2 separate regions of the Mus musculus genome follow, and region 1 is linked to region 2. Evidence: chromatin contacts called from public promoter capture Hi-C data. All regions are on one chromosome and are shown on one strand. The core of a region is the stretch at or near the end of the contact, and the rest is flanking DNA. Distances in the headings are between cores, read along the strand shown. Region 1 holds the start of Zfp207 (zinc finger protein 207). Region 2 holds the start of Tsr1 (TSR1 20S rRNA accumulation).

Region 1 (6,689 bases), core at 1,381-3,880, 5.5 Mb after region 2:
GAGTTTAATTTCCAAAATCCAGGTCATGAGATTTACAGCTCCCTGTTAACTCCAGTTCCAGAGAGATCAGAGGTTCATGGTCTCCTTGGACATCTATACCAAGAAGACTGCTCAGACGTGGGTTTAGGCCAAGAGAAAGTCTTGGTTAGCTAGTCAGAAAGTACTGTGCACATTCAGGATCCTAGTGTAGTTCTGAGCACTTCCCAAGGTGAGCTTTTAGCCCAATAATCTTGTCCTGCTTTGACGTACTCTAGTTAACAAGAGCAGTTAGCCAGAAACAGAACTATAAGAGAGAAAAAAAGCAACGTTAGTCCATTTAGAGAATTTCCCATATCTATGAACTTTGATGAATCAGGCCATTTTGGCAGTGCTGTCTAAGTGCTGAGTGCTATCCTAAATGGTAGTTCCATCATGGAGGCAGTTGTGTTAAGGTTTGGGGCCCTGTTATACACACCCAACGCACAGAGACACACACATACACCTATAACTACTAATAATAAATCTTTAAATTTCACATTATTGTGTAGGGTCTAAGCATGGAATGTACACACTAAATGACACAGAGGTCAGACATCACCTTTTGGAGCCTACTTCTCTGAGTTCTGGGATTATAGGCTGTGCTTCCATGGAATGCCTAGGGTTGACCCAAAGCTTTGTGCATGCTGGGCAAACATTCTACCTACTAAGCTCCAGACCCATACAGATCCAGCCCCTTAACTATCTGATCTATATTAACAGGTTAAAAATGACCCCAATATCCTGGGTTTGTTGAGAAAATATAAAAACACAACTCATGAAATGTTTCATGGATATATTCCCTGATTTTACTTCTTTTTTTTTTCTTTCTTTCTCTCTTTTACTGATTTGTTTATTGTTTGTTTGTTTGATAAGACAGGGTTTCTCTGTGTAGCCTTAGCTGTCCTGGAACCCTCTGTAGGCCAGGCTGGAGATCTGCCAGCCTCTGCCTCCCAGTGTTGGGATTAAAGGCAAGGCTGTGACTCTACATTTTTAAAGCACAAGCTTGTAGAGTCCTATTGATTCCACTTATGGGGTTCATCTCATGAAAACAGGGTAGTGTCCTAGCAACCGTATGAACTCAGAAACATCAGATTCTCATAGATCTGTGCAAACACAGTATAGGTTGTCCCGAAGACAGAATTCAGACAGAATTGAAAGGCAACCTAAGACTTTGGGCGGCAGTATTAGAAAATTGTAAAAGTTAAAAAAAGGAGTAATTAAGCCAGGCAGTGGTGGTCCATGACTTTAATCCTAGCACTTGGGAGGCAGAGGCAGGCGGATTTCTGCTTTTGAGGCTAGCCTGGTCTACAGAGTGAGTTTCAGTGCTCTTAACAGCTGAGCCATCTCTCCAGGCCCCTCAATCTTACTTTTAAATGAAGTTTCATGTATCCCAGGCATTATTTAATTCACTATGTAACTGAGGTTAGACCTTTAACTCCAGCCTCAGCCTCCTGGAATTCCCTGATTGCAGGCATGTTCCACCAACATTTTTTGTTTGCGAACCTTTCTGTGGTTTCAAGAGACTTCAGCATATACAATATCCAATTCTCTTACACTCTTCCTTGCCACATTTTCCAGGATTATCTTTTGCCAGCAACACTTTTCCTGTCTTGTTACTTTTAAGTTCAAATCCTCAAACACTGCATTTTATCAGTAATTAAAACTTCGATACAAGGTTTCTCTACATAACCCTGAATGTTCTATGTAGGCAGGAACCTGGCTATACATTCAGATCCACCAGCCTCAGCCTTTTGAGTGCTGGGATTAAAGGCATGCACCATCCATGCTTGGCTCACTGCATTTTAAAAAAAAAATTTTTTTTTTTTTATTCAAAGACAAGATCAGGCTTTGTTCTCCAGGCTAGCCTCTAAGTCTTAGCCTCATAGCATTTTCTGTCTTGGCCTTCTGAGTGCTGGGACAACAGACACAAGACCCAGGTAATAAGATAACTTAAGCTTTCTCCCACTGCATCTTCTTTCATCTTTCTAAACATTCCTATGTTCTCCGAAGCCGCTTAAGGATTGCCTTTTTGCGATTCTGAAGCACTTCACATTTCCCTTATCGCTACTGCTGATCTCACCCATACTGCTTCCTAGACTGTGGTTCACTGAAAAAAAAAACGGTAACTCTTCCTTGACCATATACGCCCCACTCCCGAAAGGCAACTGAAACAAGATTTAAAAATTGACCAGGTCGCAATCCGGGCGTGTGCCTTTAATCCCAAACAGTCGCTGGCAGGCAGAAGCAGGCGCATCTTTGAGTTTGAGGCCAGCTTGGTCATTTCCTCTATCAGCAGGGCTATGAAGAGACCCATCTCAAAAAATAAAAGCAAAACACACAACAGCAAAAAACAAAACAAAACAAAACCCAAATTGACCATGTCCCAATTATCTTTATTTATTTGTAATCTATCCTTAATTATACTCCTAATCTTTTCCTCCCTTCAATTTGCATACGGGATAGCCGACGTACTGGATGACCCAAGCTCTAAAGGATCAGCGTCCTCAGCCCGGGAGCGCCACCACCACTTAACCCCATTAAGATGGCGGCAGCGCCCGCTCAGCCACTCAGGGCCGAAGCCTGCGTCACGTGACCCGCACAGCTCTCACCGCGGTGGCTGATGGGAGGTGGAGATAGAACGAGGGTGTCGGCCATTTTGTGTCTGTTTCCTGCGGGACGCGCTGGTGGCGGTTGGTGTGGAGAACTCTGCGAGTCTCTTGGGTTTTTTGTTTTTTGTTTTTTCCAGCTTCTTTCCGCCTCTATTCTGCCTGTTCTGTAGGGCGCAGTTATGGGTCGCAAGAAGAAGAAGCAGCTCAAGCCGTGGTGCTGGTATCCTTTGTGGGGTTGACGTGGAGGCCGAGCGTGGGTGTCGCTTCTTGAGAACACAAGTCTGATAGGTTTGGGTTAAGCCTGTTTGGTAGGGCCCGGCCGGGCCCAGCCGAGCCTTTGTGCTGTGGCTGGGTTAGGATTTGGGGTGGTTTCTTGTAAAATGGGGTTCTTCGGGCGAGAGGGCTCCGGAGTTTGGTGGCGCTGAACTCGGTGACTCAGGCGCTTGTTTGTCGCGATCATTGGGCCTGGAGACGTTCCCCAAGTGCAGTCGTCCCTAAGAACTCCTGTCTCCGTTGTTTCGTTGAAGACCCCACAAAGGGACTTGAGTTTGGGGTAAATGTCCTGACTCCCTGGATAATTGAACTGTGACTAGCCCCCCCCCCCTCGCGGTGAAGAATCGGCTTCCGCCTCTCTTTCGGGCGCCTTAATCTTGGGGAAGCGGTTGCTTAACTGGGTGGAGTTTCTATTATCGTTACCCAATTTTGTAGGACTGGTTAAACTGTTAAGAAGGAAAACAATTTTCTCTCTTTTTTTTTTTTTTTTTTTTTTGTGGATAACGTATTACGCTAAACTGATTTTTTTTAATCTATTACAAGAAAACTATTTGTCTCAAGACAAATTTGTTTTTAAAATAGTTAAGTAGCTAAAAATCCGTCACGAATTATTTAATGCACTCACAGAAAAAGTCTTGCGAGGTCAGAACTCTTAGTATATGCGAATTTACATTTCCTGAATGCATAGATTAATAATGAAACTGGAAGAAATTTTATGGATTCTTAGTTGAATGTGCCCTTTGTCATGAGTTGTATAATGGATTATGAATTCCCAGTTTCAACTCTATTGTATATTTAATGAATTGTGAAATTGCCTCCCCCCCCCCTCTGTCTTTTTATTTGGGATTGGGGGTCTGGTTGTCTGGAAATTGCTCTGTCCACCAGGCTGGCCTCCGCCTGTCTCTGCTTCCCCAGTGCTGGGATTGAAGGCATGGATCACCACTGCCCAGTTTGAAGTTGCCTTTTCTTTTGAAAAGAAATATTTTGAGTTAGTCTTGCTGTCTGACCTGGCACTCAGAATAAATATCTGCCTTTGCATGTGGAGTGTTGAAATCAAAGGCATGGGGTATGCCAGGCTAAAAGATTTTTATTTGGGCTTATGATCTTAGACTGCATACCAAGTTTATCTAGTTCAGATGTAGTCATTCCTGCCACAGATTGCCTGCAGTGTGCCACTGGTCCTGGCTCACTTGATTTTGGTTAACCCTTTCTCCTTCATGGAACTCCTTTTATTTGTTTTTGTTCTTTAAGACAGGTTTTCTCAGTGTGTCTCAGTCTGTCCTGGAACTTGCTCTGTAGGCTAGCCTGGCCTGAAATTTAAGAGTTCCACTTGTTTCTGGCTCCCAAGTGCTGCGATTAAAGGCACTACTGTCTAGCTGACACTCTTAGCATGTACATTTGTAAATGTTGAAATAATTTAAAGGTCAAAATTTGGGGTGTGTGTGTGTTCTTTGTGGCAGGGCTTCATGCTATGCTGGATCACAAAACTTGAACTCTTGGTTCATCCATGTAGCCTGACTGCCCTGGAACTTACTCTGTAGATCAAGGTGGCCTCATTCATATTTGCCTGGTTTTGCCTCCTGAGTGCTGGGATTAAAGGCATGCACTACCATAGCCCCGAAAATCTGTAAATGCATGTTTCTCCTGCCTCCACTTGTGCTGGGGCTTTGTAGGTGTGCCCTACACCCAGCATCCAAACTGCTGGAAGTTGACCAGCCCATTGCATGCTAGACAAGTACCCTAACAATGGAGCTACGTTCTCAGACCGGGAGGTACATGATTAATGTAATTTCCAAATATAAATACTAAAACTGAATTGTTTTTTGTTTTTTTGATTTTTCGAGACAGGGTTTCTCTGTAACCCTGGCTGTCCTGGAACTCACTCTGTAGACCAGGCTGGCCTTGAACTCAGAAATCCACCTGCCTCTGCCTCTCAAGTGCTGGGATTAAAGGCATGCGCCACAATTGCCCAGCTTTAAAACTGAATTTATATTAAGTTCCCTCCTTTTTTATTAGAAGTGTGTGTGTGTGTGTGTGTGTGTGTGTGGTGTTTTGCCTACATAGGTATGCTGTATACCTAGTGCTCTAGGAGGACAGAAGAGCATTAGAATCACCGGGAACTGTCATTCTGGTTGTGAGCTGCCTTATAGATGTGGGAAAAGAATCTGGGTATTCTGAAAGAGCAGCAAATGCTCTTAACCTTGGAGTCATTTTAACATTTCCTGTTAGATGAGATGAAAGGCATTTGTTATATTATTTATATTGAGGCAGAATCTCACTATGTAATTACTTTTGTTTCCTTTAGTTGGCAGGAGGGCAATTTTGTGCAGTTTTTTAACCTTAATGATGACCAGGTATTGTAACAGAGATTTTGATGATGAGAAGATCCTTATACAGCACCAAAAAGCAAAGCATTTTAAATGCCATATTTGTCATAAGAAATTATACACAGGACCTGGTTTAGCAATTCATTGCATGCAGGTAAGAATTTCTCTTCTGTTTTGACCTTGTCCCATTGTGATTTGTAACCACATGAATAATATTGAATTTGTCTTTGGTTGTTTATATATTGGGTAAATAGCCAAATCTACTTAAAACTCAGGTATGTGTTCTATTCTCTTTTTTTGGTAGGTGGTAGGGATAGAACCCAATTGATAAGCACAAGCTTTGGCACAGGAGTACCTACCTAGAATTCACGTCTGTTCTGTGGCCATTAAGAAGATAAGTGGACTTGACTGTTAATTTTGAGACAGTTCTTACTTAGTATTTATTCTAGCTGACTGACCTAGAATGTTGTTATGTAGATTCGGCTACCCTCAAATTCACAAAGATACTCTTTCCTCTGCCTCATAAGTGTATTCAGTTTTTTGTGTGATGAGTATACAAGAACACACCCTATTTGGAAGTATTGTTGTGTTCAATGTCCAAATTGCTTGCTTGCTGGTGCCCCCGTTTTTTTTTTTTTTTTTTTTGTGTGTGTGGATTTGGACGCATAGTTTGAGTACATGAGGCTGGGAGGTGTTCTTTGGAGCTGAATTTTCAGGCAGCTGTGAGCTCTTATTTGGGTGGCAGAAATTAAACTCAAGTCATCTGGAAGATCAGGAGTGCCTCTAACTTCTGAGTTCTTCAGCTTCTCTTGAGTTTTTTCATAATGAAATAATGAAAACTTCAAAATTTGTATTTTTGCATCCTGATGTCATAGTTTATATAAAGGCTGGACTTTGTAGTTTAATGGTAGATCTTTTGCCTAGCATCTTTAAGGCCCTGAATTTGATCTTTAGTACTACCCCTTTTCTCCTTTGTATTATTGTAGTAGCCATTTAGATGCATCTTTTTATGTTAACTTACAATTAATTGTTATGTGCTCATTAGTACACAGTTGGCTTTAGAAGGCAGAAGAGGGTGTCGTCCCCCTTGACCTGGAGTTACAGATAGTGGTGAGCTATCAGTTGTGGGTGCTGCAAGCCAAAGCCTGTTCGTCCTTAATCTCTGAACTATCTCCAGCCTCATTAGTTTATTGTTTGTGCATGTTCACTTGGAGTTTGTGGGAGGACTAGGAATCTGACTTTGTTTTTTTGAGACAGGGTTTCTCTCTGTAGCCCTGGATGTCCTGCAACTCATTTTGTATACTAAACTGACCTTGAACTCACAGATTTATATTGTGAAAGAAAATAACAAAGTGGTCTGTCTCATCATAAATGATAGAGAAAATGAAAACAAGACAACTAATAAGACTAGGAAGCTGTCAGATGAGAAGAGATCTGAAAAGGAAGTAAATAATTTCCAAGG
Region 2 (7,502 bases), core at 3,837-6,336:
TCAGATGTGGTAGCACATGCCTGATCCCAAGTCTTGGGAGATGGAGGCAAGAGGATCAAGAGTTCAAGGCCCAGGTTGGTAAAAGTTCTTTTGAGCAAGCCTGATGACCAGAGTTCGATTCCCAGAACCCAAATAAAAGAGGAAAAAGAGACTAGACTCTACAAAATGTCCTCGGGCCCACAGAAGTATGCGTAGGGGCATGTGCAGTCAAGCATGCAAGCACGTGGGCATGCGTGTGTGCGCGCACATGCGCACGCACACACATACACACACACACACACACACACACACACACACACACACACACCATGTGCATCCCCCCACCCCCATTAAAGTTAAAAGAAGGGTTCAAGGCCAAGGCCAGTCTAGGCTACACAGCAAATACAAGGCTAGTTTGGACTAGGCCGCTCTGTCTTAAACAACAAATGAAATAGAATATAGAACCTGTTTGCCCAAGTACCTTGTTTTATTATCCCCCCCCCCCAGTCTCCACTTTTTCTGAGAGTACTCAAGCACCCACTATCTTTTTTTCCCTTCTTTTTTTTTTTTTTTTTTTTTTTTGGTTTTTTGAGACAGGGTTTCTCTGTAGCCCTGGCTGGCTGTCCTGGAACTCACTCTGTAGACCAGGCTGGCCTCAAACTCAGAAATCCGCCTGCCTCTGCCTCCTGAGTGCTGGGATTAAAGGTGTGCACCACCACGCCCGGCCTTTTTCTTTTTGTAGTGGTAGCTGAACTAAGGGCCTTGTGCATGCTGGGCCAGAAAGCAAAACTATTTTTCTATTTTTTTTTTTCAGACCTTTTTGTTATCGTTGTTTTGAGGCAGGGTCTCACAATGTAGCCTTGGTTGGTCTAGAACTCACTATCTAGACAAGGCTAGTCTGGAACTCAGAGATCTGCCTCCCTCTGCCTCTTGATTGCTGTGTTCAAAGGCATGAGCCACCAAGACCTCTTCTATTTTTTGAGATAGGATTTTACTAAATTCCCTAAGATGACCTGGAATTTACTCTATAACCCATTCATTCCTCTTACGTCTGCTTTCTGAGGTGCTGAGAGTATAGGCCTATGCCGCCAGGCCCAACCTCTGGTTTCTTATGTTAGTTTTGCACTTAAAAAAAGAATTAATGGAATAACAGTAAAGGGGTGTTTTGTGAGTTGTTTCTTTTGCTTGCTTGACTGATTGTGAGATTTGTTTCTGTTGTGTCTGTTGGGAATGTAGATTGTTCATTCCCAATTGCGTGACAATACCACAATTAACTGGCATTTAGGGCCTTTCCAGCTTGGGGTTGTTATGAATCATATGAACATCTGGACATATCTTCTGGTGAACATATGTGCTGGCTTTCAAAAATTTATATTTCTAGGCAAGGAATTTCTGATGCACATATTCTGCTTTAGTGTCTAGTAATACTGCCAAAATGTTCTCCAAGTGGCTATAGCAATTTGCACTTCCATCAACAGAACGAGGTTCTAGTTGCTCTTAACACTTGTGCCAGATTCCATGGGGGAATCTGCCAGGAGGCAGATAATACCAGTGGGAGTCAGAGATGGCTTTCCTCAACCCCAGTATAAAATCCTACAGAATAAGCCACGAGCAGAGACAGTCCTTACCTTTTAAAGGATTTATTTATCTTTATTTTATGTGAATGGATATTTTTGTTGCATGGATGTCTGTGCACGACATTTATGGGATACCTGCAGAAGCAAGAAAAGCACACTGGCTCCCTTGGAACTAGAGCTAACAGTTGTTAGCTGTCATGTGACTTCTGGGAATCAGACTTGGAAGAGCAGCCAGAGCAGGCTCTCCAGTGCTTTCTCTTTTATTTTTTGAAATTAGGCATTTGCTCCACATTAACCTTTGGCTGTCATCCTTTGGACAGGATGCAGTGTCCTGATGACACCTTGGCTCCCAGTCAGTTTTGTCTTCTTTCACCTAATTACCTATTTATTTACTTTCAAGGTCCGTCTAATTATATAACGCTGGTTGGCCTGGGTATCGTAGGGACCCAGAGGGATTAAACATATACACCACCACACCAGGCCAAGGTCATCTCTTAACATGAAGAGTGGCAGAGCACCTAAGGGCTAGGGAGGAAGGACCTGGAAGGTTCTCCCTGCTGGAAGGAAGGGCTCATGGTTAGTGGTTAGGTAAATGAAGATCCGATTGGATCGATTCTTGCACTCCAAGCTGTTAAAAGCTTCCTCGATTACTTCCCAGGGAGTCTTTGCAGGAACCCACAGCTAAGGATCAACAGGATGTATCTGAAGCAGCTGGAGAGGTGGGGAGGACCTACTTATGATTTTAGGATTAGTCCAGAGGTCCTCTGTGAGGAGAGTCTTGCCTCTAGTTCTCAACTGTCTCTTATAGCATTTTCTGTAAACCAAGCACTAAAAGGGGAGCTAGGTGGAGTTCAGAGCAGGTCAGCCTTTGCCAGGCAGATACATCATTGCAGCACAAATTCAGTTTTCCAAGGAACCATTCTTGAAACAGAGTCTTTGAATAGTGGGAAGAAAATCATGTTCTCAAAAGTATTTCCTTACATACCCAATCAATGATCAAATCTGGGTCTTAAATAACGTTAACAACATGCCCATAGTTCCTATTCGCCTGGCCTAAGAAACCCTCACTTGGCCACTTCACAGCAAAAGCACAGTGAAGCTGTTCATGCAAGCTGGAAAGGTGATGTCAAGAAGGAAGGGAACAGTTAGGGCACACGAGCCAGGTCAGGGTTAATGCAGAGAGTCCAGAGTCTTCTCAAACCACCGTCAAACTCCAAGGGTGCATGAAAAAATATGATACATTTATGTATGTGAGAGAAACAGTATTATCCTATTTTAAAAAGAAACTAGGAAACCAAGACTTGAGTTTAAGTAACTTTACTCAAGTTCACAAGTAAAGCTCAAGTAAGTCTGGACAACTCAAGACTATCTCACCAAACCTCAGTTTCCAGGATCAGCAGCTATATTTATTAGAGTGCCTACCAGTGTGCCAGGCTCTGGAAACAAAACAGTGAACAAGCAGACAGGTTTTTTGTTTTGTTTTGTTTTGTTTTTGCCTTCCATAGTTCACACCTGGTAGACCCAGCTAGAGAGGCAGGCTGAGGAGGGAGGCCTCACTCATCTCATCTACACTGCAGGCTCTTTCACAAGCTGGTGAGTCATTCGTATGAGCAGCCCCCCCCTCCCAACCCCCGAAATTGAAATGAGCTTCTAAGCAGCGTCAAGGTAAAGGGAATTAGTGGAGAGAAACTCTTGTTTCTGAAGGATTTCCCTCAAAAGGGCAAAAATAATCTGAGTCTTAAAAACCATTCTTAAAAATACCCGAGTTCCTGGGTAAGGAGGTGGGCGTGGAGGGAGAAACGGTGAGGTGTGCAGCGAACCCTCTGCTAGCCACGACTCACTTGCCAGGGGAACACAAGAGGGCGGTGTGTTGGACACCCGAGGGCGAAGCCCCTGGAACTGTGGCTCGCAGCCTCCAGGAGGCCCGTGGGGACCCCGCCCCCTCCCCGGGCAGTACCCGCAATGAATGGGCAACTCGGGTTCTCCAGCAATCGCCGCCACCCCTCCCCCGATCGCGGTCTCCCCGCGCTGCTGCCGTCACTGGGCGGGGAACGGGAGCACCGTGGAGCAAACAAGCCCCAGGGCGCAAGCCTGACCCTGGCCGAGGGCGCTGCCCGGGACATGCAGAGAGGGGCGTGGGGCGCGGCCCGCCCAGGACCCCGCCCCCGCCTGGCACGGTGGGCTGGCAGCCGCGCGCGTGGGTGCCTCCACCTCTCTGCTCCCGAGCCAGCGCGGGAGGGGTGCGAGCCCCTTGAGACCTTGCCCCGGACCGTACCTCCTTCTTCACGTTCCACAGCAGCTTTTCTTTGACCGCGTCCTCTGCGCTGCCCATGGTGCGGCAGGTGGCGGGCAGGTGGCACCGAGTGGCCCCCCGAGCCCCCGGTGCGCCCTCACCGCCTCCGCGCCTCCCGACTCAGCGCCCCACACGCGAGGCGGAGTCCCCGCCCGCTGCGCTCCCCGCCTGCAGCCGCCGCAGCCACTGCCCGGTGCTCAGCTCCGCAGCCATCTTCCGAGCCCCGCAGACGTCAGGCAGCAGGCCCGGCCCCTTCCCACTGCCGGCAGGGAGGGGGTGTGTGCGCCGCAACTGGGGAGGTGGGGGGGGGGGTCAAGGGCGGGTGCGGACGCCTGGGGGCGTCGGGGCCGGGCGCGCGCCGCAGGGACGGTTGTCATGGCGACTGGCCGGCTCCCGCCCCGAGGGCGCGAACCCGCATTGTGAGCGCTGGGAAGTCAGCCGCTCCGGCCTGCGCCGCGCAGCGGGCGGACTTTGGGAATGTGCTTGTGTCTGGGCAAACCTCAACCACCGTGACCGCTCCCGACTTCTGGCCCCTGGGAGAGGAGCTATACGGAGCCAGGGTCTCGGCTCTGCGTCACTGTGGTTCGAACCTGGTCCTGTCACTCCTCCGGATCCTGTGGAGTGTTCATATATTACTTGCAGCTCAGTCGCAAAGCTTGCAGGAGGAAAGCAAGGACCCGACTGTGAGCTCCTAAGAACAGGTGCCCGAGCGCAAGGGGAAGTCTTCGCCCTCCTCCGGGTCGCCGACATCCGCTTTGGTTCATCTTGCAGATTTGTGGGAAGAGGGGGGCGCGAGTTGGAATAAGAGACATTCCAGAGCCGGTGACACGAGCCCCTTCTAAGTGCTTCGCGTTGGAAATTAGAGTAATAGAGGAAAGGAAAGGCCACTCAGGTACAAATGTCACCCCTTTGTACAGTTCACTGGGACCGCAGAGAGCGGCGTGCAATAGTCTACGTGAAAAGACTTTTATTTCTTCCCACGTGATGCAACTGAAGCGTGCAAAAATGGAAAGATGGGCGCAAAATTGACCTCCTAATCCAGAGCCGGAGCCGGGAGACTCCTGCCGGCATCCTCCATCTCTCAGCAGAGGACTGCAGCGTGGGAAAAGGCACCACGACGTCTCTGCGGACACTCAGGGCGCTGCGCTTGCAGGCTGGCGGCAAAAAACCTCGCGAGAGGTCGCGGAAGTGCTAAGCCTGAAGTCCGTCCCCAGGGCCGGAAACGCTCGGGTCCGCCCGGAAGTAGAGTTCACTTGGTGCACACGTGGACTGCAGAATGGCGGCTCACCGCTCCGGGCCGCTGAAGCAGCAGAATAAAGCTCATAAAGGCGGGCGGCATCACGGCGGTGGGTCCGCACAACGGGACAGCAAAGGTGAGTAGACAGGAGGGAGAGGGGCTGCTTAGCCGGTACCCGTGCCCACACCGAGACTAGACTTGGGACCCTTGCCCAAGGCTCTTAAGCGGCGCAGGAAGGTTCTTGTTGGTTGATTTGACTGAGAGGAGAAGAGCAGCCACTTCCGATCTGCCTTCCAGGCCGGGTAGGACCGAAAATCCTCTGCAAGAAGCTGAAGAGGCAGCTCAGCCGAATAGACCAGAGGCATCGCGCCAGCCAGCTCCGAAAGCAAAAGAGGGAGTCGGTGAGTAGAAGCGGGGGTGGGGAAGCTTATGGTTTGAGATTGGTAAAGTCTCAAACTAGAAAATGGGACACGGAAATGGGCCGAAAACGGAGGTAAACCCAGAGTACCTTCAGGCAGTGTTCATTTTAGAACGAGGCCCTGCCAAACTCCTTGACAGCACATCCATACACGTGGCTTTTTACGAGAGAATGCTTGGTCCTTCCTCATCTTTATTTATACGGGCTTGCTCTTTTGCAAATCATGATTATTTTAAACAAAGGGTCTCACTGTGTAGCCCAGGCTGGCCTAGAACTCAGATCCTCCTACCTCTGCCTTCTGAGTGTTAAGTTAAAAGGCTTGGGCCACCACACCTGGCTCCTCTGATGTTTTCTTTTTTCTTTTCTTTTTTTTTTTTTTTGGGGGGGGGTGGTGGTGTTTCCGAGACAGGGTTTCTCTGTGTAGCCCTGGCTGTCCCGGAACTCACTCTGTAGACCAGGCTGGCCTCAAACTCAGAAATGAGTGCTGGGATTAAAGGCGTGCGCCAGCTCCGCCCGGCCTGCTCTGATCTTTTCTAATGTTTTACGTTACATAAAATTACCTTGGTACTTTTACAAAGCAACAGAAAGGGGAGTAGTTCTGCCCTGGGGTTACAGCACCTGTATATTTGAAGATAGAATAGTGAAGCAAATGATTGAGGTATTCTTGGATCTTTGTGTTGCTAGGTTCTGGCCGAGAAGAGGCAGCTGGGCAGCAAGGATGGTCCTCCACATCAGGTGCTGGTGGTGCCTCTGCACAGCAGGATTTCCCTTCCAGAGGCATTTAAACTGCTTCAGAATGAAGACTTGGGAACGGTGTATTTGAGTGAACGGGGAAGCACCCAGAGTTTTATGCTTCTGTGCCCTAGCTTGAAACATCGATGGTTTTTCACATATGCAAGACCAGGTTAGAGTGTCCGATACTTTTCTCTCATTGTGTTTAAGTAGTTGTCTCTCTTGAATATAGTGTGCTAACTATCTTTTTTTTTTTTTTATGGTGTCTTTTGTATACAGGGGATCTGCATACTCTGTTAGACATGGCTAAAGTCGCTGATACCATTCTGTTCCTCCTGGACCCACTAGAAGGCTGGGACAGTACGGGGGATTATTGCCTGTCTTGCCTTTTTGCTCAGGGCCTTCCCACCTATAGTAAGTGTGCTGTATTGGATACCAGCAAAGAAAACAGCTCTGGTCTAGTCATGCAGGCACAGTGTTTAAGATTAAGTTTAGGAGTAAATCAATGGGTTGTATTCTGCTGGTGTGGGCTATACTTGGTAAACATTTTCATATATTTTACTCTTTTTATTTATTTATTTATTTGAGACAACAAGAGTTTCTTTTGGGCGGCCCTGACTATCCTAGAACTGGTCCTGTAGACCAGATTGGCCCTGATCTTTCAGGGATCCGCCCGCCCCCGTCTTCTGTGCACCGCCCAGTTGGTTTTATATTATTAAAGTGAGTTTTTCTTCCTGGGCTGTCGTGTGCCCGGTGGGGGAATAGAAAGTTAACACTCACGGTGACATTTCGTTGTTGGCTCAGTGTTGCGTTTCCCAGTGATCTCTGGGACCACGGCAGAGCTGACCGCTGGGTTGTCTGGGAACTGGAAAGGATTTTCAAGTGGTCAAACAATGACTTCCTGCGCTCTTCTCTCCTTTCAGCACTAGCTGTCCAGGGCCTTTCTGGCTTCCCACCAAAGAAACAAATAGATGCCCGAAAGAAGCTAAGTAAAATGGTGGAGAAACGCTTCCCTGAAGACAAACTTCTGCTCCTAGACACGCAGCAGGAATCAGGAATGCTACTTAGACAGTTGGCTAACCAGAAGCAACGGCATCTTGCTTTTCGGGATCGGCGAGCTTACTTGTTTGCCCATGTTGCTGACTTCGTGCCTAGTGAGGAGAGTGACTTAGTGGGCACCTTGAAAATCTCAGGCTATGTTCGTGGGAGGACTCTGAATGTAAATAGCTTGCTGCATATCGTTGGACACGGTGATTTCCAAATGAA

The links. Promoter capture Hi-C pulls out the DNA fragments that hold promoters and counts their contacts.
Region 1: a promoter capture Hi-C map of pre-B cells shows a contact between it and region 2. The contact joins the promoter of Zfp207 here to the promoter of Tsr1 in region 2. A contact is called at or near these places in 2 of 39 promoter capture datasets (liver and pre-B cells).

Annotation. Positions count from the first base shown.
Region 1 is chr11:80,380,649-80,387,337 of GRCm38.p6, forward strand. It overlaps Zfp207 (zinc finger protein 207), which reads left to right and starts at 2,631. Exons shown (of 12, transcript NM_001130169.1): 1 at 2,631-2,847; 2 at 5,255-5,381. The coding sequence starts at 2,807.
Region 2 is chr11:74,892,994-74,900,495 of GRCm38.p6, forward strand. Tsr1 (TSR1 20S rRNA accumulation) reads left to right here and starts at 5,087. Exons shown (of 15, transcript NM_177325.3): 1 at 5,087-5,222; 2 at 5,384-5,487; 3 at 6,189-6,408; 4 at 6,516-6,650; 5 at 7,160-7,502. The coding sequence starts at 5,126. Sgsm2 (small G protein signaling modulator 2) reads right to left here and starts at 4,076. Exons shown (of 23, transcript NM_197943.3): 1 at 3,832-4,076. The coding sequence starts at 3,888.